Regions from separate parts of the Mus musculus genome. Here region 2 is linked to region 1. Evidence: chromatin contacts called from public HiChIP or PLAC-seq data. All regions are on one chromosome and are shown on one strand. Each heading gives the region's core, a stretch centred on a gene start, on an enhancer-like site or on the middle of the called end of the contact. The rest is flanking DNA. Distances are from core to core; before and after follow the strand shown. Region 1 holds the start of Osbpl6 (oxysterol binding protein-like 6). Region 2 overlaps Osbpl6 (oxysterol binding protein-like 6).

Evidence for each region. HiChIP or PLAC-seq counts read pairs in DNA pulled down with a chosen protein or histone mark.
Region 2: an H3K4me3 HiChIP or PLAC-seq map of intestinal villus epithelium shows a contact between it and region 1, with 4 times the contacts expected there. The contact joins the enhancer-like site here to the promoter of Osbpl6 in region 1. A contact is called at or near these places in 1 of 39 promoter capture datasets (pre-B cells), 1 of 15 datasets of contacts at CTCF or cohesin (CD8 T cells), 1 of 484 Hi-C or Micro-C datasets (nephron progenitors), 3 of 115 datasets of contacts at active chromatin or transcription factors (embryonic stem cells and intestinal villus epithelium) and 1 of 9 other capture datasets (pancreatic islet).

What each region holds. Positions count from the first base shown.
Region 1 is chr2:76,404,138-76,408,789 of GRCm38.p6, reverse strand. It overlaps Osbpl6 (oxysterol binding protein-like 6), which reads right to left and starts at 2,282. Exons shown (of 27, transcript NM_001290733.1): 1 at 2,101-2,282.
Region 2 is chr2:76,436,259-76,441,055 of GRCm38.p6, reverse strand. The region is part of intron 1 of Osbpl6 (oxysterol binding protein-like 6); the gene reads right to left. Among named protein-coding and RNA genes, the nearest start is that of Gm52557, 7.4 kb to the right of the region's middle. Within about 2 kb of position 1,470, at least 5 of the 459 cell types and tissues checked have an H3K27ac peak or open chromatin away from gene starts, as enhancers often do. A contact at or near this core is called in intestinal villus epithelium, where this site is marked.

The DNA of each region.
Region 1 (4,652 bases), core at 1,033-3,532:
ATGATCTCAGACTGCTAGTTAGCCAAGTATTGTAATAAAAGGAAACCTCTGTAGTCTTCTTGACTTCATGAGAGATCACATGAAGCTTTTGTCTACTTATAATTTACATAATCCATCTATAGGGCCACTACAGACCTCTCACCCAAAAGAACATTTAATCTTGGAAGGACTCTGTGTTTCTTACCAAAGTTAACTTAAATACAAGTAAAACTCACTTGAGGTTAAATAAAAGTAGAGAAACGACAGCATCTATTCATGATCCTCTGAAATTAGAACTACAGCTCTGTGAAACAGAACTTCAACATACTAGAACCAAGAGACATCTGATAAATCATTACAATTTGAAACAGAAGTCTGCCCCAAAGCAATCCTTCCACTGAATGTATAATTATCATTGACATAACAACTGAAAATCTGGACAAAACCAAGAATTTTTAAGGTTGGTAAAAGCAAAGGTTTTTAATTTCGAAATATCCTATTAACTTAAAAGATATTTTGGGTAAGATATATTAAATGAGGAAGCCAATAACAGGAGTAATATTCCACCAATCAGGGCCTTCCTTGTAACCCAATGAGGCATGCACATTCTCTGTAGGTGATTATAGCCGAGTTACACAGCATCTTCCCTTCGACCTTGGGAACCTGCTCGCTCCCAGAGTTACTGCTAGGTCTTCTGATTCATTTATTATGAGTCTTTGTACCTGCAATGCTGTAGCAAGCCCTAGATAGGAATATCAGCATCACAAACTCACAGTACTCAAAACTGTAGAAATGCTACCAAAGCAAATGGGGTGGGGGTGGAGAAGGAATATATAGATATGTATGCAAAAACTTAAAAGGAGGAAAACAAAGTTGAATAGTTTTAAGATGGAAGATTTAATTTTCCTTTGAAGTATACATTTCTTAAGTCTGTGACATAACTATTAATTAGTATGTATTTTAATATAAGAAAATATGTTCAAAATATTATTTTGTTAGGAGAAATTGCAATCGAATATATGACTTATTAAATCTTGCCGAAGGACTCCAAACTGGAAATTCTTTTTTTAAAAAAGCCTTATAGGACTTTCTGTCCAGAAGCGAGAAACAATTTGGCAACCCGGTGTTCCGTTTAGTTTCAGTCATTTGCTTCATGTCCATTATGTAATGCTTTCCCCAGCTTTTAGGTCTCTAGTTTCACCAACCTTTCAGGTAGATCACAGAATCGTCACAGAATCAGTATCTGGTCATAACTTTTAAAAGCAGCTTAAGACGTGGCTTACGGTGCGTCTGCAAACGGTAGAGGCTTTTAGAAATCTGCGGGTGTCATTCGTTCTCCGCAGCTTCCTCCCCAGGTTTCCCATCCCTCCTCCCCCAGCGTCCCCGGCGACTCGATCTGCGGGCAGCTCCAAGCTCGACGCAGGGGAAGCACGTCCTGACTGCAATGCAAACCCTGTCCCGGTCTGAACCGGAGAAGGGAGCTCGGGCGATGAGCGTGGACGCAGGCTGCAGGGAGGGCTGCAGGGACGCCAGCCGGGGGTAGCAAGGAGTGCTCGCGAGGACAGTCCGCAGTGCACGCGCACAACCAAACCCGATGCACAACTTGCCCGGCCACTGCCCGCGGCTCCCGGATTCCCTGAAAGGTGCAGCGTAGGCGTCAGCTCTCGTAGGCGCGGGCGCTCTCACCCGCACCGGTTCGGTTCTCCGCTGACAATTACATCAGTCCTCCCGGCCCCGACTTCCATTCCCAACCAGTCGGCCCTGGGGTGCGGGCATCGGGGATGAAGAACTGCCGCGGGGGGCGGAGAAGGGGGGCAGAGGGGAATGCGTGTAAAAGGAAGCCGGATTCCCCGGCAGCCGCGGGAAGGGAAGGCGGGCGGTGAGCGGGGACCGTGACACCGGTACCCCCTCCCACTCTGACCGCACCGGGGACCGATTTGGCCATCCTCGCTTCCGCGCTACCCAGCTGGGGTGCCTCTGGAGACAGCGATGCCTTGGGGGCCTGGGGCTGCGGCTGCCCACTCGGGTATCGCCAGGGTCCTCGGCCCTCTGGACGCGCACAATGCCCCCGGGCCGCGCGGCAAGCACCGCGTATCCACCCCGCGGCGGAGAGACACTTACCTGCAGGGCGAGCGGTAGGTCGCGGTGGGAGATGGCCCGTGCTATCTGCCCGGCGCGCAGGCTGGAGGAGGCTCCGGAGGCGCGGAGGACGGGCGCCGCCTGTGCCGAGCTGTGGTCTCCAGCGCGGACAGCGGCGGCCGCGCGGCGCCTCCAGTGGTCCTCCGCGCCGCAGCCCCTCCTCTCCCACGGGCGGGGCGCGCTGGCGGGGCGGCGCTCCGGGCTCCCCGCCCCCGGCTCCGGAACACCCGCCAGCCCCGATCGTTCCCGCGGGCTCCATGGTGTCCCGCTCTGCTCCCACCGCGCCCCCTTCGTGCGGGATCCAGCGCCCATCTGGTCCCTGCCTGGCGTCCACGGGAATCCGTGGGGTACCAAGATCAGTCATCCGAAAGACCCTGCCCGGGAGAGATAGGCCCCCCGCGTGTCCAGTCCTGCAGCGGCGGGAGCGCTGGGCTGGAAAAAAGAGGCCGGGAATGACTGCAGCGCTCCGGCCATGGAGCGGTGGGAGAGGGCTTCACCGGAGAACTGCAGCCTGGTGGCCTCCGCTCTGCGAGACCAAGCCCCTGGCCCTCGGCGCCCTTCGGAGGCCTCATTCAATAAATAAACAATATGTTTAGGCTTTCTGCCCTGCGAACTCTCAGTCCGGGAGAGACACTTGGACTGTGTGGAAGGAAGGACCAATGGCTTTAAAGTCCCTGGCAAAGCCCCGCAGTGTCCACGCAGCTTCCTTACACCCTTCCCACCCAGCAACTTCCATGCTAAAGCTATTCCTGGCATGCGTCCAAGACCAGATTGATCTAAAGGCAAATTTGCACGGAGGGAGGGGGGTACTTTAAATATTTGCACAGACGTTTCTTCTGTAAAGGGATAACTGAAGAATGTCCCTGTATCAAGACGTCTCTGTCATCAACAACTTCAAGGGGACAAATCTAGAGAACTGGGCCAAACAGGGACTCTTGGAGCGCTCTAGCTGTTTTGAATTGGGTGGAGGAAGGGGTTCCTTTAAAATCTGATGATCTGCCGCCTACTGAGATAGTCCTCATGGCATTTCCCAGTTGTCAGTGCTGATACAATGCTGGTGTGCTCTGACATAGCTCTGAGCATTCTTGCCTACATATCATTTCTCTTGAGTCTCCTTCTTACATGTGGGATTAACTTCTTCCATCTTGAATAAGGATCATCTTAAAATAACAAATGCTAGACCTTGTGACACATGGCAGTCTCACCCCAGTTTCCTCCCTGTGGAAACAGTCTCTACAAGGGAGCCATTATGTCGCTCAACTTCACTCTGTTATAGCTCCTTTTCCATCTGGGTCCCAGTGTGGCGGCAACTACTAAAACAGCTTTCACACACAAAAGTAGGCATACGTGAAAAATACCAGACAGTGAAAGGAGACCAGAGAACTCTTAGTCTTTATCTAAAAAAGGTCCTCTCAAAATTTTTCACATAACCCCTATTAGCAGAATCATAAACTACCCAGGGATATAGGAACTACCCAGACCCACACCTCACAATTTATTGTAAGAAAGCATGTATGCTTGCTATTCTCTTCCATAGCATTATTTGGAAGACAGATTTTGTACATCAGAGGGAAACATCTCCTCCTGCCTGTCTTACAGACAAATGGTCTAACGAAGATGTAATGGTGGGTGGATATCTGGGACAAATGGGTGGATTAAAGAGAGCTGGGTGTGTGTATAGAGCTGCATAGCAAAGACAGTTTCACCACTCTGGCTGTGTATCACAATATTTAGAAAACTCACCCTGGCAGAGATGTGTAAGTCGGAGTAACGGGCTTTTCCTTGTTCTCCAGCTATAGCAGTGTTTTTATTGCTCTGAAAAGTGCCAGGGGGGCAGCAGAGTTTTCTTTACATGTATATTCTTGTGAAAGCATAAGTCACAAGTCAGATGTTAGCTAAAAGGATCTCTGCTTCTGTAATCCATCCCTTTTATTTGTCTCAGAGAGGGACTTTTTCTGTGAAGAAAGATAAGGAGGCTCTTAAATGACCAGTGCTATTAATCCTATAATTCCATTACATGCAAATGAACTGAGCCGCATTTGAATAACCATAGTCCCACCATCAATTAATCTGCTCACACGTGCTCACACCTCTGCTTTCATTGCAGGTTTCTATCGGGTGCTATTTTGGCTGAGTTTACTTAAAAGGCTGAAATGCTTGCTAGTGCTTCACTGAAAGATGCAGTCCCAAGGCATCCTGTATGGAGAAGTGGTGAAGGGAAAGGCAAGCTGAGAGACAGACCAGATGTTTGACTAGTGAGTTATCTGGCCCTTCGGAATACACCAGAGAAAGAACTCCCGCAGCTTGTCATCAAAATGTTTGGGCTGGATTGTTCTTCGGACTACTTGGTGATGCTGAGAACTGTACTTCCTTGAATCTCCTTTCCTGTCTGTTCACAAGTCTATATCTGCCAGTAAGGGCAACAGTATAGAGTTGCCTGGTGTGTGAGGAACAAAGTAACAGAGCAGCCCTGTCAGCAGTCCCTCTATAACAGAAGGGTGTATGTGTGTGTGTGTGTGTGTGTGTGTGTGTGT
Region 2 (4,797 bases), core at 221-2,720, 33 kb before region 1:
CTATGGTTTCAATGGATATAAAATACTGAAGGGAGGATCTGTATATTTAACACAAAACTTCATCTTATTTCTGGATAGTGGCACAGTTATTTTTTTAAAGAATTTAAAAGAAAATTTTATTTCTTGTACTGGGATCTAATCTTATTTTTTCTGCCACAAATAAAAATTACTCCTTATAATAACATTTACATCTCAAAAAAATTGTAATTTATTTTTGTTCCAACCAAGATCCATTTCTCATGCATTTCTTTTGCTTTAGGTCAAAAATCCTAAAATCATTCTGTAATAGCTATGTCTCTAAGAACTAGAACACAGGAGGCTGAAGGACATCTTTGCATTTTAAGTAGAGAGATGAACCAGGGATTAAAAAACATCATCAGCATCAATTCCTGGAAGCCAGGTCACTGGCTGGGAAAGCTGTAGCCTGGGATGTGGGGGATGGTGAGCCCCAATATCACACCAGAAGCAAAACTGCCTGGGGTTGGATGAGAATATATTCTGGACCATCAGTGGCTACAGCCTCCACAGAACTGACTGAAGCAGACAGTTTCCCTCCTTCTTCATTCTCAAAGTACAATGTAGCAATAGAGAGTGAGAAGGTGGTGAAGAACACAGGCTCTGAGCATATGTGGCTGTCCAATGCAGTATGAGATCACTAGCTGGGGAAGACATGGACAGCCTGGGACAGTTTAAATACAGTGCCTAATAGCACAGACTTGACCTCGGAAAAGCAACGCCATTTCTTTCTACCTGTTTTGACGCATAGAATAGCAAATGCTTGCTACTCTGTGCACCATCAACGATGACAGCATTGTCTGAATCCGCTGTGATTATCACTCTCTAATCATAGCTACCTATCCTTGCAAATTCAACTTGTCACTTTTTAAGATCAGACCTATCTGGCTGCTGAACACTGATGACTTTCTGGCAGAAGTCACTGCTAGGGATCTTTAAGTGTACTAACTTGTGTGTGTGTGTGTGGGGGGGGGATCAGTGGGAAATGTTTTACACACAGAGTGCTGTGTTTTATAAAAAGATAAGGGGAGAGAGAATATATTTGGTGGATGTGTAGTCAGTGTAGTCAGGTATGGGGGTGCCTCTGCAGGCCCATGCTGAGGCATCCCTTACCCCTGAGGGACCAGCCACAAGATGGTATAGCATCGAATAGAGTTTACTCAGGGCATGGGGAGGGGAGTTGAGGGGGTAGAGACAGAGAAAGGCAGAGATAGGAGGGGGGAGTAGAAGCCAGAGGCTGGCCACATGGAGAGAGAGGAGGGAGGGGAGTGGGGAGAGAGGGGGTAAAAAGTGAGTAAGAAAGCAAGAGAGAGTGGAAGGGGCCGGCAGCCCCTCTTATAGTGAGTCAGGCACACCTGGCTGTTGCCAGGTAACTGTGGGGCAGAGCCTAGACAAATGCTAACACAAAGCAAACAAAGGTTCAGGGTCAAATAATTACTCCTGGACTTTAATTTCCACCTATAATAAGTCATTGATTCAAACAGCTTCCTCCAGCCTTGCATGATGTTTCCATTTGGTTTCACTTAATAACGACACAACGCCTTATTAAGGGCTGGGTTTAAATTCAGGATGAATTCCTTCAGATCCTGGTACATGCTCATTATATTCCTAGCGAAGTCTCTGCCCTGCACTAAATGATTGACAGTACCCTACCCTACCCCAGCATCAAGACTTCATTCTCTTTATGTTTTATTAGCATACATTAATATATATGACACTGGGTTTCATTTGACATTTTCATGCATGTGTATGTTATTTAGACCACATTCGCCTCCATTCTCTTGCCCCCTCCCACTCTCTCCCATCCCTTTACACTCTCTAAACAGCCCCCTCTCTACTTTCATAGCTTTTGGTTTTTTTCATGACCTAATGATTTTCATCATGGGTCCTTGCAGGAGGATGAGGACAAGCTATCCATAGGAGTGTGGACACATTACCAGCAGTTACACCACTGGAAAAGATGTCTCTGTGCCACACACACACACACACACACACACACACACACACACACACACACCAGCAACTACTGACTATCGATAGCTCCTCAGAGAGAAATTGGGTCCTCAGAGTCCTTCCCCTAGGTGCATACCTGTCCACCTCCCACTCTCTGTATTTCGCTAAATGGTCACCACTTCAAATTGTATACAACAGGGATTTCCAGAAACCATTTTGTGGGGGTTACGACTTGCATTCTCTGTGAATAGTCTGGCCTCAGTAGCTAATCCCAGGGTGGAGAGAAAACAAAAAGACTCTTTACCAAAGAGGGTCCTTGAGAGCTTGGTGGGCAGAAGAGTCAATTACCTCTGAACTAAGCCACTGATATAGCCAGTTCCGAGGCAGACCCTGGCTTAATGGACACCACCGTCCAGTGCTCCCATGAGAGCAACTTCTTTCAGGCTCCTCTAATGCTCAGTCCCACACCAGGCATATCCGCTGGCTTCGATTTCCCATGAATCCTGTCGGCAACATCCTAAAAACCCAAAACCAACAAGGAAAGCTCCCTTAAGGATAATCCTAATGTCAGCAACATAAGCCACATAAGCAGGCTGTGTACGCTCCTCAACCGAGGGTGCCTCCGCAACATCACAGATGCCATCAAAAGAAAAAGACCTCTTAATTTCTGCAACTGAATAAGAACAAGTCAAGGAGAAGTACTTGCCTGGTGATTCTAATTCCTGCATTTTTCTCTAAAACCAAAGTAGTAGTATATATATAAGCAATATATGAGCAGTGGTTTCTTATTCCAATTAGAGCTTTGGCTTTTGTTGCTGCTGCTGCTGCTGTTGTGTTAAGTCTACACTTCCAATAATCCAATTTGGCCAACTAGACCACAGAACTTAGATTCTTAAGCCAGCATTCCGTAGCATCCCAGCATGCGGATCTGTGCATGCCCACGGCACTGTCAGGCTGCTGTCACTGTATTGGGATCGCATAAGAACAGAGGCATCGTCTTTAAGAAGATCCACAGACCAATGCAGCGCGCATCATCCTCAGTAATGTTCGCTCCCCTCCCTGCTAGGCACTCAAAGTTCAAAATTCACCAGGCATTTCAGCATATGATTATAATCCCACCACTCAGAGGGCTGAGGCAGAAGGATTGCAATGTGAGACCAACTTGGACCCCATCTCAAAAGCAAAACTAAAGTTAGACTTCCAGCATGAACTGTATTTGCAAACCTCTGCAGTCTCCAGACTTGGGGGGTGGGGGGATGGGGAGGGTGTCCTGAACTGGTCACCTTGAAGTACCATTCAGGTGGCAGTGGGTAACAGCAGGTGTGGTTATTTAAATGGATCTATCCTCAGAGCACTTACTGTCCACAGTTCAGCATGAACTGAAGGCAACATGCCACAGTGTCACTAACTGCTCCTGACATGTGAGATTTACCACCGGAATATAAAATGGGTCTTGGATTTAACAGCACATAATTAGTTCCTGTGACACCCAGAAAAGAGAATCTTGCCAGCAAGGGGGGATGGGATGACTCTCCGCAGCAACATCCACTGGTGATATATAACCACTTGCCAAGGCCCTGCCATTTAGAGCATGGCATATAATTCAGCTTCCCTCCCCCACATGCTGGCCAAGAAGCAGGACAAGATTCAGGATTGCTGACTTCTTAATGAGTCTCATGCAAATGACTTAGCCCATAAGGCTCTGCAGAGCCCAGTTGTGGAATTAATACCTGTAACTGTGTAACAGAAATGCAGCTTGAGTTTTGTCCCTTATCTCTGATCTGAGTGTGGGGCTTAGTCTTCATTTTTAGTTCTGTGCCTCTACTTTCTAGTCTGTAAAATGGGAGTCAAACACATCCTCCAAGATGTTACTGTTGGGAGTGAATGCGTGGACGCAGAATGCAGCCAGCCCATCCTTGGCCCATAGCAACCAGCCATTAATGGTAGCTATTAATAAAACCTCATTTATTATAAAACGTCTGTTCTAATTCTTAATCGAAACTAGCTCAGAATGGCCTTCTCCTCCGTGAAGATACAGTGGAAAGAATATTATGATTGTTATGACTACAAGAGGATGGAAGGAACAAACCTCTGAGGGGGAGAGGCCAGTCAGAGGCTGAGAGAGTAAAAGGATAGGAGTGAAGAATTACTTGGCCAGAGGAAATAAATGAAGGTGGGAGTTTAAATACGAGGGAGGGGCAAGAAAAGTCAGTAAAAGAGGAAATAAAAGGAGAAGCCAGGACAGTGGAAAGAGATACCAGGTGGCCAGGAGATCATTGAGGGATAAACAATGAAACAAAGTATAAACAGGGTAGTTCTAGTTTCCATTAGCAACCACAGGCTTGGATGAATTCTTCCCTTAAAAGTATTAAAGTTTCCAAAAGAAGATACACTGTCGCAATCATTGTGCACTGGCTAATAGCATACTCTTCTATATTGTTTTTTTTTTTTCACTTTTTAAAAGGCAACAATGGCATATTTGTCTCCAATTGCCTAAAGAAGGACTTACCTAATTAGACAGATCAGACACTGTTACCTCAAATTCGCATGTCATGTTCCTCTACCCCACAACCCACCTGAATCTTAGTGAGTGAGTGAGTGAGTGAGTGAGTGAGTGAGTGAGTGAGTGACTGTTTGCTCTGCAACTATAAGGACCTAAGAACAAATCCCAAGAGGCCATGTAAAAAGCCAGGCATATCTGTATGTGTGTATCTGTGAGCACTGGAGGAGTGTTAGGGTTTCTGTTGCTATGATAAAAGACCATGGCCAAAAGGAACTTTGGGAGGAAAGGGTTTATTTCAGCTTACACTTTCAGGTCAGACTCCATCA